Regions from separate parts of the Mus musculus genome. Here region 1 is linked to region 2. A link is a contact called in public HiChIP or PLAC-seq data. All regions are on one chromosome and are shown on one strand. The core of a region is the stretch at or near the end of the contact, and the rest is flanking DNA. Distances in the headings are between cores, read along the strand shown. Region 1 holds the start of Hpse2 (heparanase 2). Region 2 overlaps Hpse2 (heparanase 2).

Region 1 (4,355 bases), core at 757-3,256, 520 kb after region 2:
AGCCAATGCAAATGCGCCCCGCCACGGCTTCTTCCCCGAAAAGCTGCCTTCCAGAATTTTTCTGCAGCAGGCAAATATTTAGCGCGAACAAGCTGACATTTTTTAAAGGAGGAGGAGGAAGAAAAAACTCGGAGGAGTCGCGCAGCTGGAGCAAAGCAATGCAAGTGGGGCGTGCATTTAGGAAAAGCCCTGTTGCACCCCACATTTGGATGAATTCAGAGAAGCGTTCTGCTGCACAGAAAAGCTTTCAAGGATGAAACCCGGTAGTGCAGCGCTGTTCCCGCCCTCCCAACAACTGTACCTTCTGGAACCCCAAAACGGCCTCCGCATTGGTGGCGACGACCTCCGAGTCTTTGGCTAAGCTACCCTGACCTGGATGGAGCGCTCGGCGCAGCGCCTACAGCTACCTGCTGCGTCCGCAGACCTGAGGCTGAGCGCTAAGGGGCGGGTGCACCCGGAAAAGCAAAACTCTAAGGGTGAAAAATGCTCAATAACGATGTGAGTCGGATCTGGAATGGGATGGAGAGCACTCTAGACTCTTTGGAGGAGCCCAAACTAAGGGTCCAACTTGAAGGGAATTTTCAGAAACTTAACACTTGGATATTCAATATTGCAGAGGTTTATCCTCCCTTTCTTTTTCTTCTGTGTGTTTTCTTTTTATTTCCAACGCCCCCCTCTTTGCAACCGCCCCTGATGGGAAGGGGATCGCGGTTGCTTAACTGCCTGAATAGTAACAACCCGGGAAGAGGGTGAACCCAACTAGACTGTCAGCGAGACTCAACCTTCAGGTTTGTTAATCCACCACTGCTTTGGGGTTCAAAACTCCCAACGCTTCCCCTGAGAGTTCCTAGGACCTTTATGGATCGCGTATGATGCACACTACGACCCGAGCAACGATTTTTTTTCCCCACTGTAAAAAATTAAACTATGCAGTTACCAAGGAAAACTAAAGAGGAGGGTGGAGGGGGAAGGGCTTCATCTATAAAAAGTGTCTTACAAAGTCAAGGCTGATAATGACAGCGGAGGATACAAAATAAAAAATTTTAACTCCAATCCAACTTGCTCACCGCTCAGGACTCTCCTTAAATTCGTTTTCTGTCTGGGAGTGAGAACTGATGAAACCATCTTTCCGTGGCAAATTCCACTTTCATGCAATCTCCCAACTGAACACTCGGACACACGCACACTGCTTTCTCTCTCACACACAACCACTCCTCTGGAGTCTTTGTTGTTCCAGATCTTCCCTTTTGTAACTTCCCTGAACCTCTTGTTTCTTTTTCAGAAGGGGAGACTAATTGTGGATATATGTAAGCACAACATTTTTTCAGTCATAACTGATAAGTTTCTGAAATGCCTTCTGCATTGCAAACATGTGCATCTTAATAGAAAACACTGCTTTCCTCAATCACCAGTTACAGCCTCACAGCAAATAGTCCAGGAGGGGGGAAACCTCCTTTTTTTCTCTTGGAAAGACAGATCGGTTTGCTGCTGCTGCTGTTGCTGCTGCTGCTGCTGCTGCTGCTGCTGCTGCTGTACCTCCTCTTCTTCTCCTCCTCCTTCTTATTCTTCTTTTTTCTCCTCTTTTTTCTTCCCCCTTTGGAGCAGGGGATAGGAAGAGAATGGGGGTGGGGGTACTTAAATTTTTAAATGACTCATCGAAGCCCCTGCCTTACCTTAAGAAATCGAGCCAGCCATCATGAATGATGGAGGGATCCAGCTGCAGAGAGAGGAAGTTCTCATTGACTGTCCTGACTGGGTTCTTGGTGCTCACATCAAGTAGAATCAGGGTCTTTTCCTTCAAACCTGTAGCTCTGTCTACAGGCAAAGGTCTCCTGTTTCCAGCGTGGAAGGAGAGGGAGAGATGGAGCAACAGAGCCAAGAAGAGAGCCACCAGGGCTAGGCACGAGGGGGGGCGGGAGCTGCTGGAGGCCATGGCTTCAGGGAAAGCACAGAGCACCCTCATTAAATCCCTCTGATTTAAACTTCTTTCCCTACTGGGTCTCGATGGTGACTAATTGTCCTTATCTAAAGTGTGTGTCTCTCTGCCCCCCTTCTCTCCCCCCCCCTATTCTCTTTCGCCCTCGCTCCCTCGCTCTTGCTCGCTTGCTCGCATTTTTTTTTCAGTGTTTTGGTGCTGGTGGAGCGAACTCACGCCCCTAGCCAGCCTTCTCAGCAACTCGTGCCAAGAGTACTGTTCACCAGCACCGCCCCTTTAAGAGATTTGACTGCAGACATTTTTTAACTTTTTAAAGGTAAGGGATGGGGGAGGGGGGAGAAGGGGGAGGGGTGGCCGTTGTGCCCTACTGATTTAACCCGCTAGGGTCAGGAAGCGGCCAGTGGGACTGAAACTGTACTGTGGTACCATCTTGAGTAAGAGCTTATTTTCAAGTCCCCTCCCCAGTAGGCTATGGGGAAGGCCCTTCACTGCCTGAGGGGCAGTCTGTCCTGACTATTTCTTGCTTACCGTCCACTTTGTGCCTTCCTTTTGGGTTGAAGCAGTAAATGTTGTTAGGTTGTAAATGGTTTTATGATGGGCAAAGTAATTTTTGCCAAGGCACAAAAAGCAAAGAAGAGTCCATGCCTAGGTGTGCAAACCCCTGAATCTTGCAAGATAACTAGAAAGAAGTTTCTCCTGAATAGGAGACTAAGGTGGGGGAGAAGGGAGAGTATTCCCAGGTCAAAGAACTTCCTAGTCAGGAGAGTCAAAAAAGAATCAGTATGCTCCATGGCACTGCTGCTTATGTGTGAGGGAGAGTCTTGAGTTTCCCATATATGTTATTTTATGGCTTTGGCAACCCATTGGACTGATGATCAAGACACCCTATGTTCATTTGAATCACTCCTTGGCCAATGTATTCCACTGTAAAAGTAAAGATGCCTCTCCAATGTCTCCTTGCCAACAACCCTCAGACTCATACCCTTGCAGGGGAGTATGTCTTCCTGACGTAGAAATGGGCTATAGGGGTGTCAAATCCAGCCCTAGGCCAAAATTAGAGTGTGCCTGCTTGGAACTCTGGGATACAGATCATCCTGGACTTCGAGTGCACTGCAAACCTCTGTTCTTTTCATTCCCACCCTCAATAGCTTGCAAATTATCCTGAGTCCCATCCTAACACAAGGGGAAACAATCCAGCCACAATCACAGGCAGTCACAATCACACCCAGTCCCATTTTCAGCTTCTCTCTGGGATACAACAAGTCCTCTATTTTGGCAGATGAAGGGAGCTACTTTATGAAAAATGGGTAAATGAGAGCACCCCAGGGCATTCCTTGATTAAACAGACTAGATGACAGTTGAATGCAGAGCATGGGTCCCCACCACTGCCAGTACTGCACACTGGGCAGTATGAGAGCTCAGTAAACACTACAATAGCAATCTATTTTCCTTCCTTCAGCCAGAAAGAATTAGCCAACCTACATAGGACTGGACTAGATTACCTTAAGCTAACATTCCCTGAGGATTCTCTGCCAGTCTAAGAACCCCAAACCACCAGATCACTTAGAGATGGTTTCTAAAACTAAATTATAACATAAATTAAATACTGGCTCTAGCCTTCATACCTGCTTCCTCTAGCGCCTTACACTTTCTAGTCCTCTATATCCTTAACCACATGCTTATGCCCCTGGGGTTAGGGTAAGACAGGCATAAGTTTCAGTACAAACTACTGTCATTTTTAAAGGAGTCTGACACTTCATGGAGATGGGGACAGCTTGGGAACCAAAGGCTTCTCTGTGTCTCTGGACTCAGGTATGTAGAGTGCTCTCAAGAAACATCTCAGACATCTGGTGGTAGTAAACCAAACCCTGCTCAACACACTCAAGACCACTGCTCACAAGAAGAATTTTGTCGTAGTAAATTGTATTTTGGCTATCTGTTCACTGATTTGTTTTCTTAGTTACTAACAGCTTTCTGGCCATCTCCTTCAGGAAGTACTTGTTTTGAAAAGTTGTTAGTTCATTTATCATACTCAGAATTATAATAAACTGTATCTTCTTAACAGAAAGCTAAATTTTCCAAAGTCCATAACACTCTTTGGCTTACAATTAAATGGATTCTGGAAGCCGCATGAATTAAAACCACTGGAAAATTGTTTCAAAGAAATAAAGCATACCCATTAGATGTCTATAATTAATATATGTTTCAAAAGTATTCATTCAGCCAAGGTATGCTGAGTATGCTGAGAGTCTGCTAAATTGTGAGGTTCTGCGATTCTTACTGATGACTGTTCTGTAATGCTTTGGTGGCCTGGTTATCTTAACTAGCATTTAATGTTAAATATTTACATTAAAACCTATGTGCAATAATAAACCAAAACCAACAAAACAAACTTAATTGCTGATGAATACCATTTCTA
Region 2 (4,194 bases), core at 853-3,352:
CCCACATCTCTACTTCGTGTGCAGCAGAGAGGAACACTGGCTCCAGGGGTCTGCACAGGCACTTTGTATGCTAAGTAGTTGGTTTTTGTTATTTTGTGGATTGGAAGAAGAAGAAGGAGGAGGGAGAAGAGGAAAGGAAAGGAAAGGAAAGGAAAGGAAAGGAAAGGAAAGGAAAGGAAAGGAAAGGAAAGGAAAGGAAAGGAAAGGAAAGGAAAGGAAGCAGCAGTTTAACCAGACAAAACTCGAGGGATTGTTTTGTTTCTCTGGCCTCTTTGCCCTGGATGATCATACTTACAGAGTGCTTAACACCAGCCAGAGACAGCGAATGCTTCAAATGAATGATTTCATTTCATTTTTACCTAAATAGATATTATTACCAGCTCCGGCACCACCATCATCATCTTGTTTTGCTGAGGGAGGGGAGAGAAGAGACTGAAAGAGAAGAGAAAGGAGAGAAGGGAAGGAGAGGGAAAGAAGACAAAGGGAAAGAATGGAGCATTTTCCTAAGGTTACATCCAAAATTGGAGTCCTGAGCCTGGGCTCTTGGCCACGGTGCTCAGGTCTGCAGCACCAGCAGGAAACCCTCTGCCCTGACTGGTTGTCCTTGTAATATTGCATTCTTCAGGATGTTATGGAATGTACCACATCTTCTTGAATTCTTACAGCTCTGCCAGGTAGCTAATGAAAAGTTCAGTTTTTCACATGTAGAAAATTGGTGCTCAGAGAGAAAATACATACTGTACAGGAGACGGTGGCATCCTCGGGACTGTGGCTGAGAACTGAATTCTGACGATGACCTTCCTCTTAGAGAGAGTTTTTTTTTCTTTTTTTTTTTTGTTTTGTTTTTCTGTAGCTGAACTGGATTGGACATGCAACACTTACCACAAAGCCTACCACCTTAGAACACAGAGGATCTGGCATGGTGACTGATCATGGGGAACATTTAGTGATCGTCTCTCCAGGGGCCTCAGACCACACTTTTCAGTCTCCGTCATTTATTTTTTTCCTGTTCTTTATGAAGCCATGGTAAAGACCTGTGGGGCCCATAGGATCAACTATACATTTGTTTTTAAAGTCAAGCTTCCTCTTGTTAGGTGGTAGTCCATTGCCCACTTTCCCCAAGCCTTTGTGCAGCACCACAGGATAAGGAGACTCTGCTGCAGAGCGATGTCACTGAGCACGGGGAAGAGCTTGTTGCTGGAGATACTTTGCTCATTCCCAGAAGGTTGCTTTGATTTTTGTTTGTTTGTTCATTTGTTTCCCAAGGTAGAACACAGAAGTTCGGACTTAGAGGTTTTCCCACACAAGGGGGTGGGGTGGGGAGGGGAAACGACTTAATTCCTGTGGCCCCAGAGGGAAGAAAAGAATGGAAAGAAAAATGGACAAGTGAAAAGAAGGTCAAACTCATCTCAGAATGTCCCTAGATCTCGCCACCATCCTTTGCTAGCCCTGTCTGTCCCCCAAACACGGAGCTCTTCATGAATGCACATACTCAAATGGGAAGACACAGTTTGTTTGTCAGAGAGGAAACGGCAGTCTGTACTGAAAAGCAAAAAATGAACAAAAACCCCAAACCAACCCAACAAAACGACTCTGAGAGCAAGGGACATGCAAATTCCAAAGTCACATCCCAGGTACTGTAATTGCTAGGAATCTGCATCCTTTAAAAAACAAGCCCTGCTGACTTCATAGGCAGCCCAAGCAATGCTGCTGCAGGGGCATTCCTGCCTGGCTTGTGTAAGGCAGGTGAAGGGATAGGGAGAGGGGCTCACACATGTCCCTTCTGAGCTGAACCATATGGCTGGGTGAACTTTACTCTTTAAGTCTTTCTAATATTAATCTTCTTTTTGGATGTTTATTCCTTGGTTTCCTGACAGAGAATGCTTGAGTGACATATGAGGTGAGAGATCTGGGGTGTAATAATACCATGTCGTGGAAACACTCATAAAGCCATGACCCTGTGGCATAGGAATTCTACATGGGTTTGCACAGGTATTAAATGTTCTGTGCTTGGCTTTTGGAAGTCTGCTCTATCCTGACACGAGGATTTCTAAGCTGGCCTGGAGGGAAGCAGGCCTGCAGCTTCCTGGTGTTTGGAGCAGATGGAGAAAGAGTCTGAAATACTCCTTGTCATCACCTCTGGCTGACAGACCACAGGCAAAGGAGGCAACAGGGGGAAGTCAGACCAGCTGATCTGAGAAGAGAGAAATCAACAGGGGTGCTGAGAGTGCTTCCTTCTCTGTGTTCACATCCAAATGGATGGGTGGACAGAGTGTGATTGTGTGTGCATGCGTGCAAGTGTGTATATGCATCAGTATGAGTGTGTATGCATCATGCGTGTGTCTGTGTGAGTGTATAACACTTGTCCTTGGCTGGAAACAGTAATAAATCAAGGGTTACACAACTACCACTAGCCACCTCCTTCAGGTCCTGTCAAATAAACTGGCCTCTGAGAGCACAGCTGGGCCGGCAGGATCCCCAGAACTGTGGGTCCATCCCATGGGATGGAAATCACACATCTGGGATCAGGCTTTCCAGATGTGCACAGGGCTAACATAGCAAAGACACTGCTAGAAGACCATATAGTTTTCAGAAACATTTGTGGAGAGCTCTTTTTTTTTAATCATTTTTTTGGTATGTTGGAAGTGGGTACATATGTGCCACAGTATGGGAGCCATGGGTGGGGGAGCCACGGGTGTGGGAGCCATGGGTGTGGAAGTCATGGGTGTGGGAGCCATGGGTGTGGGAGCCATGAGTGTGGGAGCCATGGGTGTGGGAGCCATGGGTGTGGAATTCAAGAGGAAATCTGTGGCAATTCTCTTTCCATTGTGTGGGCCTCAGGGATTGACCTTAGGTCATCAAGCTTAGCAGCACGTGCCTTTTCCATCAGAATCATCTGTTGACCATTTAAAAGTAACCACAGTAAATGCTTGGGCTGTTGGCTGTTCAGTCTGCTACAGTTCATTGCCCTATGGTGTCACGAGATAAAAATTAGGATTGAGTTGCTTCTAAAAAGCCATGTTGAGAGGCTCTGGGGATGGCTCAGTCAGTACAGTTCTTGGTACACAACCACGAGGACCTGAGTTCAGCCCTCAGCCAGGCTCAGTGGCAGACGACTATGATCCCAGTGCTGGGTTGGTGGAGACAGAGGGATCCCTAGGCCTTGCTGCTCCACCAATGTGTCTGAGCCAATGAGCTCTGAGTTCTATGAGAGACCATGTCTCAAATCAAATCAGGTGGCACACAAAAAGGAAGGCATTTGACATACACTTCTACCCTCTACATGCATGTATATACACATATACACACAAATGTATATAAGCACCCCTTCCTGGACCCCCCCACAAAGCCATGGTATGGAGTTTCTTTTGGGGGTGCTAAAATGACCTCAAATTAGACAGCAGTGATGGTTGTATAACTCTGTAAATAGAACAAAGCACCCTGAATTGTGTATTTTTAAAAGGTTAATTTATGGGATGTACGTTATAGATCAATAAAGCTGTAAGAGATGGGTCAACCCAGTTATCTTTCCATTCTTTTACTATTTTCTAGTTTTAATTAAACTGTAAGTTATACTTTAATTATAAATTTAAATTATTAAAATAGAAATTTAACTAAAATATGAAGGACCCTAACATACCATGTAGCATTTCAAACTATAAAAGCAACCCTTTTCTTTTCATAACAATATACAATTTCTTCTTCTTCCTCTTCTTCTCCTCCCATCTTCTTCCTCCTCTTTTAAATAATACAATGACTGTCAAAATTCACTTATACTTCCTAGATTATCTCAAGCAGTTTTTACTTATCTTCTCTTTAAAGGTTAACAAACATGTGCTGACGTATTCCTATCTGTCTGCATAGACAAGGTGCAATACCCTAGAAATGAGCGGGTGGAGGATATAGCGATACCCTCTTACGGCCTCCTCCGTTCAGAGCCTGTCTCATTCAGCTCTTTCAGGAGAGCTCAGGCTCCATCTCAGCTCAGGACCACACCCGTGCCTGCTGAATCCTCCCACTCCAGATTTGCAAACTGACCACCAGAGAACCTTCCTCTCACACCATCTCTACTTGCTATATTGACAAAGGAAAGGACCCAACATGATTCCAGTTTCTGTGGCGTCTAAGTGCTAATAGTTGTGCACTGTCCCACTGGTATCTCTGGCTCCCTCACCATGCTTGCTGTGCTCCAGG

The links. HiChIP or PLAC-seq counts read pairs in DNA pulled down with a chosen protein or histone mark.
Region 1: an H3K4me3 HiChIP or PLAC-seq map of embryonic limb bud shows a contact between it and region 2, with 7 times the contacts expected there. The contact joins the promoter of Hpse2 here to the enhancer-like site in region 2. A contact is called at or near these places in 16 of 39 promoter capture datasets (the 3T3-L1 cell line, the C10 cell line, HPC-7-derived erythroid cells and 11 more), 6 of 115 datasets of contacts at active chromatin or transcription factors (embryonic forebrain, embryonic hindbrain, embryonic limb bud and 2 more) and 4 of 9 other capture datasets (adipose tissue, embryonic stem cells, liver and 1 more).

What each region holds. Positions count from the first base shown.
Region 1 is chr19:43,386,349-43,390,703 of GRCm38.p6, forward strand. Hpse2 (heparanase 2) reads right to left here and starts at 2,007. Exons shown (of 12, transcript NM_001081257.2): 1 at 1,674-2,007. The coding sequence starts at 1,963.
Region 2 is chr19:42,867,394-42,871,587 of GRCm38.p6, forward strand. The region is part of intron 9 of Hpse2 (heparanase 2); the gene reads right to left. Among named protein-coding and RNA genes, the nearest start is that of Hps1, 90 kb to the left of the region's middle. Within about 2 kb of position 2,103, at least 7 of the 459 cell types and tissues checked have an H3K27ac peak or open chromatin away from gene starts, as enhancers often do. A contact at or near this core is called in embryonic limb bud, where this site is marked.